3 separate regions of the Mus musculus genome follow, and regions 2 and 3 are each linked to region 1. Evidence: chromatin contacts called from public Hi-C and promoter capture Hi-C data. All regions are on one chromosome and are shown on one strand. The core of a region is the stretch at or near the end of the contact, and the rest is flanking DNA. Distances in the headings are between cores, read along the strand shown.

Region 1 (2,848 bases), core at 288-2,787:
CTTGCAAATACAGATCAAACATAAATTAATACACCTCACTTCAAGAACTGACCACCACATCAATTCATCTATTTCCCTCTTCTTTGCTAATGCTTATCTCTTAATTCAAGAAGCTTCCATAAATTTCTACTTTCAGGAACAACTGACAGAAGCCAAGCACACTTTTGCAGCCTCGTTTTCTCGTACCGTTGAAGAGACACCTCCTAACTTAATTGTTTCCACGGTGGTCCCTGAATCTTCAACAGCTGTCTTCTTCTCTGGAGGCATAGATGTGCCCGGCTCTCCAGCTGCTCTTTTATTTCCAATTCCTGACATCTTGGTATAAGATGACAGTTATATTTTTCTGAATGAAAAAACAGAAACAAAAATAGAAAACATGAACTGAATCAAGATAAGCAGACATGCCACAATATAAAGTACCTGTATATAAAAACTAGTAATTTTTTTCAGGCCAACTCTTTAACCTAAATCAAATAATTCTACGACAAAACCCATCAACCCTAAATCAAGAGAGAAGGGGGAGGGGAACTGTTGAGGAATGGGATTGACAGGATTATAAATTTCTACACAAGATGCTAATAACAAATAAAATTCTACTCAAATAATAGAGAAGCTATGAATAAATTTCAGGATTCTCACTTCCTGAGATGCCAAAAACAAAAAACTAAAAGAAGGAGAGTTTATTTATGACAGAGGTTAAGGTTAAAGTATTAGGAGACTTGGGGCAAGAGACGTGGGAAACATTAGCTAAGTCATTAATCCTATACAAGTCAGTTATCTCTGAATCTCGGTTTCCTAAACGAAGGACAACAACATGTTGCTAGACTTACTGCAACAAATGGATGGCATAGTTATAGAAACAACTTAGCATAATGTCAGATGAACACTAAGCACCCAGAAATGCAAGCGTTCTCTTTGCAGAGCCTTGTAAACGCTCCCTGAGCAGTTAGTTCTCCAGATGTCAGACGTAGGTGAGCACCCCAGCGCTTCCTTTGGGGAGCCGGGCTGCCTTTAGAGACCGAACCTGCCAACAATCCCCGTTTCTTTATCTGTTCAGACGGGATGCTCTTTCAGTATTTCCTACCTGACTCTGGTTCCGAAACTCACAAGGAGGTGGAATGGATGCTAGATGGCGAGCACCGCGGCCATCAGGGGTCTACATCCAGCCGGCTTCCGATCCAAACTCCGGGACGAGGCGTCAATGGCAAGCAGCAATCTGGGTTGGACCTCGCCTGCAAAGAGAGGAGACGGGAGCTGAGGAGAGAGCGCAGCTTGACTGGAGAGCGCTGGCCGCTGGCTCCGGCGTGGCTAACTACAGGCCGGGAAGATGGGACCCGAGAGTCCTCGCCGCTCACGGCCCGGGAGCAGCAGACGACAGAGCAAACCTGGGCTCTGGCAACTCCCGCCGCAGGGAGCGCGCGGCTCCCAGCGCTTCTTCACGAAGGCCCGAGAGGGACTCCAAGGGATTCACTTGGGATCCGCTGCGAGAGGGACTGAGCTCCACGGAGGCGGAGGCACGGAGAGGAAGTAGGGAAAAGGAAAAGGAAGTTGCTTCAACTTTACCCGAGGCACGGCGAGGAGAGGGCGGAAGTGACGTGTGGGAGACCGCCAGGCGGAAGTGACGCGTGAGGAGGGGGCGCAGTCAGTTCTGCGTGTGCGCTGCCGCCTCTGTGTTGGGATGGGCGGGGACTGTTTCAGACTCCAGTCCCAAAGTGACCGGTCTCTTCAACGCGAAGCATTGTGTACGGTTTTTTTGTTTTTTGTTTTCTTTTTTTTAAGGTCCATTATTATTACTGACGGAAAGCGTTTTGTTTATGTTTTGTGTTGGGGGGGCGGTCCTATCTCATCCAAGCTGCTAATTGGTTGATGGTCCTGTCCATCTCCCAAAGGGCAAGCGCCCTTACCTGAGGTGTGGGTGGAGCACTCTTTAAAGAGATGAAATAGCCTGCGTAAAACTCAAGGAATTTGACCGATTTCTAGTTCTGTGTAGTTTCCTTAAAGGGGATTCCAGCACGGCGATGGTAGCACTCGCCTTTAATCCCAGCACTCAGGAGGTAGAAGCGGGCTGATTCCTCTGAGTTCAAGGCTAGCCTGGTCTACAAAGCGAGTTCTCGTACAGCCGGAGCTACACAGAGAAACCATGTCTTGAAAAACCAAAATAAATAAGCACATAAATACATACATACTATGCATAGAAACCCTGCCTCAAAATAAATAAATACTACACAGAGAAACTCCTGTCTGGGAAGGCCAAAATAAATAAGCGGGGTCTCTATTTAGCACTACCTGCAAATGACACTCAGCTGGAGAACTTTAGTCTCTTGTAGGGTTAAAAAGTCACCTTCGCCGGGCGGTGGTGGCGCATGCCTTTAATCCCAGCACTTGGGAGGCAGAGGCAGGCAGATTTCTGAGTTCAAGGCCAGCATAGTCTACAGAGTGAGTTCCAGGACAGCCAGAGCTACGCAGAGAAACCCTGTCTCAAAAACCAAAAATAAAAAATAAAAAAAAAAATAAAGCCACCTTCATCCCATCCCATCTTCCCCCTATGGATTCTCATCACAGGTTTGGAAACTACTGCTTTAGTGTTTGGAGAGGATAAGATACTGACCAGAGACACTGGGGATGGGGGGGGGGGGGTCGGGGGGGGGGAGGAGGGTGTTAATTAAGAACAAGTCAATTAGTCTGTAATCTCAGTACCCGTCTTAATATGATTTTTTTTTAATGTGTGCATAGGTGTTCGAGTGCCCACATGTAAAGCTCAGAGGACAACTTTTGGAGCTAGGTCGTACTTCGAAGGCTCGGGTCTCAAGGGCTGAACTCGGGGTGACAAGCACCTTTACCCACTAAA
Region 2 (2,986 bases), core at 185-2,684, 3.8 Mb before region 1:
ACCAGCCTTTATTTCTAGAAGCAAGCGCATACTTCTCCCCATCACCACCACCAAACAAACAAATCACAGACTACTGTTAAATTCTACGCTAATGAAACTGTGGAGAAACATCCCAGGCGTTGTCAGAGCCTATTTTTCATACACCACCACCAGACAGTTTGATGCAGTATTCCTGATTGCTTTTTATCGTATTTGTAAATACACTCACTAATCCACTAAATTAGATAATTTACAAACAGGTCCTCTCAGTTATTAGTGGCCAGCAGTCAAGTTCTATTACATCTGATCCTTACACAGTTGTCCAAACATTTCCACCCAGGTTAAAGGCTCTGATCGGAAAGAGAAGGCGGCTAGCGAAATTTGGATGGGGGCAGGGTGGCAGCTGAGAGAAATCTCTGCATCTCAGCCCTCAGCGACAACATCCAGCCAGTGCCCACAGAAAAACTAAATTCGGCACCTCTTCCTCCTGTTACACTGGCAACAAAGAGGGAGTTTCCGTAACGCTCCCGTCACCCACCAGGTGCCCAATCTCCTTCCCAGCCCAGTCCCCCCGCTCCCGCAGGGGCCTCGGTGCGCCGAGAGGCCGCGGTGCTCAGGGTCAAGGCACAGAGGGGGGATGGGATGGGGAACGAGCGGGTGGGATCTGTGAAATGGGCCCTGGAAGGGCACCGGGACCCAGTGAAGCACCTGATCCCGGCCAAGGGGGCCCGCAGACCAGGGGAAATGGGCAGCTTATTAAATGGATCCGAAACTAGAATAAGGTGGAAGAGAGGTGAAGAGCCCAAGCTGGGGTACACCTTCTGGGGACACGGAAAACAGTCTGTGGGTGGCGGGGGGGCTCGGCGGAGGTGGAGAGCAGGCTGGCGGGCCCCAAGGAGAGGGAAGCGTATGCCTCCCCGGGGCAGAGCGGGCGCCCGGGGCGCCTCTACCTGCAGACGGGCGGGACGGGCTGCTCAGGTGCGAAAGCGGGGGAGGGAGCGCAGCGGGCATTGGGGGACCAGGCACGAAGCGCCGAGGTCGGCGGGGACCGGAGGGGCGCAGGGCACGGCAGGGGAGCGAAGGGCACGGCTCGGCAGGCGCTCACAGCGCGGGGTGGCATCCGGGCGGGCGGCCGGGAGGCGGGAGCCCCTCACCTGCGCGGCGGAGGCGGAGCTGCAGCAGCCCATGGCGGGGCCGGAGGAGCCCGGAGGCGGCGCCGGGCGCGCAGCTACGCCCCGGAGCCCCTCGGCATGCGAGCCGGCGGGCGCCCGGGGAGGGCGCGGCCTGGCCCCGCACGACTCGGCAGCGACGGCGGCGACGGCGACAGCGGCAAGAACTCAGGAGGCTGCGCGGTCCGGGGCAGGCGCCGGCCACATCCCCCGGCGGCGGCAGCGGCGGCGGCGGCGGCTGCGCGGCTCCGGCTCCGCTCCTGCTGCTGCAGCTGCTCCCCAGCGGAAAGGGGCGGGCGGCGGCGGCAGCCCCTCCCCCTGGCCCCCGCCTCCCACCACCCGCTCCCAGTCCCGCTCCCGCTCCCTCTCCCGGGCTGCAGCCGCCTCCTCCTCGGCGCCGCGCGCGTCTCCCATCAGACTCCCCGCCCCCAGTGCAGCGCCGCGCGGCGCGGACGGCGGGGACGACGGCAGCCCAGAACGAGGCCGGGCCCTTGGGCGCGCGCAGGAGTCTGCGCGGCGCCGGGCCCATTTCGCGGTGGCACCGAGGCCGAGCTCTGCCTCGGGGCGGCGAGAGGGCGTCTGAGGCCGAGGCGCCCGTGGACCCGGCGGGCTCGCAGAGGGAAGGCGGCCGACTTGCTTCTGTACGCGCGAGGCACGGGGAGGTCACCGGGGGTCGCTCCTTCTCCCGGGTGGGAGCGCCTCTGAGGTCACTGACCCGGAGCTTTTTTTAGGGCTCTGGCGGCTGTTTATGTTACCCAGAAGAGAGAGTATTTGCAAAACCTCCCATGGAGAAGGAATGGGTGATGGAAGTGGAAAAATATCATCTGTTGCTCCTGGCCCCATTTTGCTGATGTGGACACTAAGCCTTGAAGGAGGCCGACGACAGTGAGAGCACCCAACTGGAAATTGTAGTAAAAGAGCCAGAAATGGGAGGGGAAGGTAGTACTCCAGGCCCTCAAGTCAAAGCCATGTTGGTTCTTCACTAAACTTTCTTACACATGGTAGCGCGGGCACACACATAAACACACGCACCAATTCATCTTTAAAATATTTACCGAGGCACTCACTATATTACAGTCTAGAAATTTATGGCACTAAGATTAAACAGGCGATAAAAGGCAAAGTTGCTACTCTCTTATTAAAAAAAACGAAACCTGTATTAATATGCGTTGGGGGTAGCAACAAGTTAGACATGCACAACCTTTAAGAAATTTCCAATGTTAGGGAAGTCATTACAGATACAGTGAAGCGAGAGCAGTTTAAAAATGGCGAGAGTAAACAAGGTCATGATTAACTATCACCGAAACGCGCATGTATCTAACACTCATATAAACATTCCGGTCTTGTTTCATATTGTCAAGGTGTTGCAAAGACTGGGATCAAAAGGTTTGCAAAGATACCAGAGTGAGACCCCAGAAATGCTGACTTGTCCATAAAAGGCAGATTTCAAGGTGACTCAAACTCAAAGGGGAAGTTGACTAGAGGAGCAAGGAAAGGAGAAATCTAAACAAGAGGGTGGGGAATGGGTGTGGGTGGGAGGGGTATGGAATGGAGACAAACTCACACACAGAAAATTCCCTAGTTGGTGTTTTGCATTACCATTTCCTGGATGGCTTGTTCCTCCAAACCTCATGATCCTCTGTGAAGTCCTGATAGCAGGGATGGCTGCAAAGTGTAAGATTAAATAATGTGGGTAGGCAGTGGACAGGTCAGTGAATAAGCACTCAACAACAACTTCTTCAGATCCTTGACTTTTCTGCAGTTTGACCTGAGGCTCTTTCCTAGGCACAGGATGAGTGACTTCCAAGGCTTCTTTCCCTACGGGTAACCACTGGGTC
Region 3 (3,141 bases), core at 493-2,992, 4.1 Mb before region 1:
GTACCTTCTAGAAGAGGGCAGAAGTCGTATCACCATGCCTACAATGGCAAGCACTTTAGTGAGTGAGTTGAGCCAGCTCAAATCAAGTTACTTGATTTACATTTCATGTTATTTTTAACTGAGTGTACTAGCTAATTTTATGTCACCTTATCACATGCTAGAATAATCTGGGAAGAGGGAACCCCAATTGAGAAGATGCCTCCACAAGACTAGACTGTAGGCAAGCCTCCTGTAGAGAATTTTCTTAAGTTGTGATTTGATGTGGGAGGGTCCAGCCCATTATGGGTGGTGTCATTCCTGGGCTGGTGGTCCTGGGTTCTACAAGAAAGCAGGCCAAACAAACCATGAGAGCAGGTAAACAGCATCCCTCCATGGTCACTGCATCAGCTCCTGCTCCAGGTTGCTGCCCTCAGTGCTTTGGATGATAAACTGTAATCTAAAACTTAGCAAACCAAACCCTTTCTTCCCCAGTCACTTTTGGTCATGGTATTTCACCACTGTAGTATTAGCTCTAACTAAGACAGTGAGTAAAGCCTTTCCCTCAAGAGGCAAGTGACTAACTGCTTGGTTGAGAGCATTTACCCAAGGCTGGTCTGTCGATCATTATGCAGCTCTGTTTCCTAGTGCTTTTTTTTTTTTTTGTCTTGGCCTCCAAAGTGCTGGTATTACAGGTGTGTGTTACCATGGTTGGCTCACAGGCTGACTTTTACTTAATGGAAATCTTCAAACTAGAAAGACTGGAATATCATTCTTTATAGCCGAGAAAGCTTGAGACATACAAGAAAGCGGCTTGCCTTGTACTACCTGAGAAATTGGCGATCGTGATGAAATCTGAATTCAGTTCTCTGGACGACTTTTATCTAAAGCTTTTAACTACCCGGCCCCATTTTTATCAAATCTTTCCCGATATTCCCCAACTGATAATGTAAACGGAAGACAGGAACGTTCCTACATGCAGTTATCTCGCATCGCTAACCGCGCCCACCTTATCATTATTATTGTTACTTATTATTATTACCATCGTCATCATACTATTAAGCATAGTGAGCACTCCTTCAAACGAACTAAGAATGACTACTGAGGAGTCTAAGAAGAGAGGAAAGCGACTGGTAAGCCAACCACCACCTCTCTTCGAAGCAGTTGCAGCAGGCTGCTTGCTGTACACAGAACTTGGCTTTGGCGCAGCATCAAAGTCCTTCTCAGGTGGAACCCTCCCTGGGCGGCTGCCCTGCCAACCCCCTTCCTTTCCCTGTAAGTTCATGCCACGGCGTCGGATGCACTCAGAGCAGCAGCAGGCTGCATCAGTTCCTCCCCGGCGGAGCCACCTTGGCATGCATTGGTCCTCACACCTGATCGGTCTCCCCGCATCGTCCGCTCTCGCCAACCAGCTCAAGCGTCACTGTCCCAGCCCGGCCTCTTAAGCGTCTCCATGAACCTCCAAAATCGAACCCTCGCGGGTCAGGACGATCAACGGACAGCATGGGCGTGTGGGAACGATCTGTCGCCGGGACAGCGGGGACGGCGGCAGCAAGCTCGTGCACGGACTGCGGCCGACCTCGGACTCCTCCCCGCCGCCGTAGGGAGGGTACCCCAAAGGTGGACGACCGCTACTCAGGGTATACCAGTAGACCAGCGACAGTGCCTGAAGGAACCCGCCCACGCCCAGGCTCGGCTACCCGGCCCCGGTGCCCTCATCTTACCTAACTCTAGAGCTGCGGCGGAGGCCTCGCTTTACGGCAACTGTCGCAAAGAAGCGGTCAAGCGCGCAGCGGCGTACGCTGGCTGTTGCTTTGTTCTCCGAGCGCTCCTATTAGTGTGGCCTATTTGGCCATCAGAAATCTGCAATCAGCCGTCCCTCCGGCAGTGCCCTGAGGCTGCCTGGAGTTTAGAGAAAAAACAGAACTGTCCCCCGTAGTGTACGGCTCATCAGACAGAGCGCAGAAAGTGCAAACCTAGGGTGGATAACGATTCTTTTTCTCCCTCCCTCCCTCCCTCCCTCCCTCCTCCCCCTTCTCCTCTCTCTACATTCTGCTATTGGGGACAGAATGGGGAAGAGCACTATGTAGTGATGCAAGTACTCATGAAGTTGAGGTGCCTACTTGACATCCAGGTCTAGAAGATGCGATCTTCCAGTTTGGGGCTTGAAAGAAATATAGATGCTTCTGGGCCTGGCACCTAGCATCTTTGCTTTTAGCAGAGCCATTTAAAGAGTTATTGGCAAGGAGCAGATGTGGATTTTGATAGGAATTTTTGAAAATTAAAAAGCACTAAAGAAATTATTGTAATTTTACGTTCTTTCTACGAAAATTACTAACGGCGTATAGAAAAAAATGAAATAATTTACCTACGCACCCCGTTCTATATCATTTAGCTCAGACTGGCCTTAAATTCTACTCAGCCAATATGGTGTTCAACTGATCCTACACATCTTCCACATCTCAAGTGCTGAGATAACAAGTGTGCATCGCCATGCTTGTCTTAAAACAGAATTTTTCAAAAAGTTGTGATGGAATGTGGCTGTATCAAAAATTTCTATTGTCTGACATGCCTACAATTCAAGTATTTGGGGGGCCAAGGCAAGAGGATCTAGAGTGAGCTCTTGTCTTTAAACACATGCAAACGCACATGCACGCACGCACACACACATGCACACATGCACACAATATAATTGATGCCTATTGGAGTACTAAGAGGTGATATTTTAAAAGATATTAGGAATGCTTATTATGCTCAACTATGTCTGGAAATTATAAGGAGGAAAAAAAAAAACTTCCCGGGTTTTAGAAGTGAATAGATTTCAAGTGCATAGTAAATATTATCCTGCATAAACCTTGCAGGAGGCAGAGGACTAGCCAGCTTTCTAGCCAGTTTTCTGATTTGAGCTAAGTTTAAGTTTAGATCTCACTGTTTTCCCTATATAAGCACAGTCATAATGTGCCATCTACATTATCAAGTTTCTGTTTCTATAAAGTGGACTGGGATTTAGAGGAAGGGATTTAGCACCCTTCAAAGAAAATTGACAATCCTTTTGGTTATCCTAGATTTAACTTGTCAGCAATTTTTTTTGAAACTTACTTCTAAATTTTCCTCTACTTGCAAGTAACCTTATTCTTTTTAATATAAACTTACAAAGTAAAAGCC

The links. Promoter capture Hi-C pulls out the DNA fragments that hold promoters and counts their contacts. Hi-C and Micro-C count contacts between places; a contact is called where the count stands out from the background.
Region 2: a contact with region 1 is called in a Hi-C map of regulatory T cells, with 5 times the contacts expected there. The contact joins the promoter of Slc44a1 here to the promoter of Rnf20 in region 1. A contact is called at or near these places in 1 of 39 promoter capture datasets (cranial neural crest) and 2 of 484 Hi-C or Micro-C datasets (CD4 T cells and regulatory T cells).
Region 3: a contact with region 1 is called in a promoter capture Hi-C map of pre-B cells. The contact joins the promoter of Fktn here to the promoter of Rnf20 in region 1. A contact is called at or near these places in 1 of 39 promoter capture datasets (pre-B cells) and 1 of 484 Hi-C or Micro-C datasets (CD4 T cells).

The regions. Positions count from the first base shown.
Region 1 is chr4:49,630,749-49,633,596 of GRCm38.p6, reverse strand. It overlaps Rnf20 (ring finger protein 20), which reads right to left and starts at 1,537. Exons shown (of 21, transcript NM_182999.2): 1 at 1,386-1,537; 2 at 1,085-1,232; 3 at 187-343. The coding sequence starts at 315. Gm45952 (predicted gene, 45952) reads left to right here and starts at 1,645. Exons shown (of 2, transcript NR_168526.1): 1 at 1,645-1,742; 2 at 2,734-2,848.
Region 2 is chr4:53,438,864-53,441,849 of GRCm38.p6, reverse strand. Slc44a1 (solute carrier family 44, member 1) reads right to left here and starts at 1,434. Exons shown (of 16, transcript NM_001374697.1): 1 at 1,134-1,434. The coding sequence starts at 1,166.
Region 3 is chr4:53,712,755-53,715,895 of GRCm38.p6, reverse strand. It overlaps Fktn (fukutin), which reads right to left and starts at 1,742. Exons shown (of 10, transcript NM_139309.5): 1 at 1,701-1,742.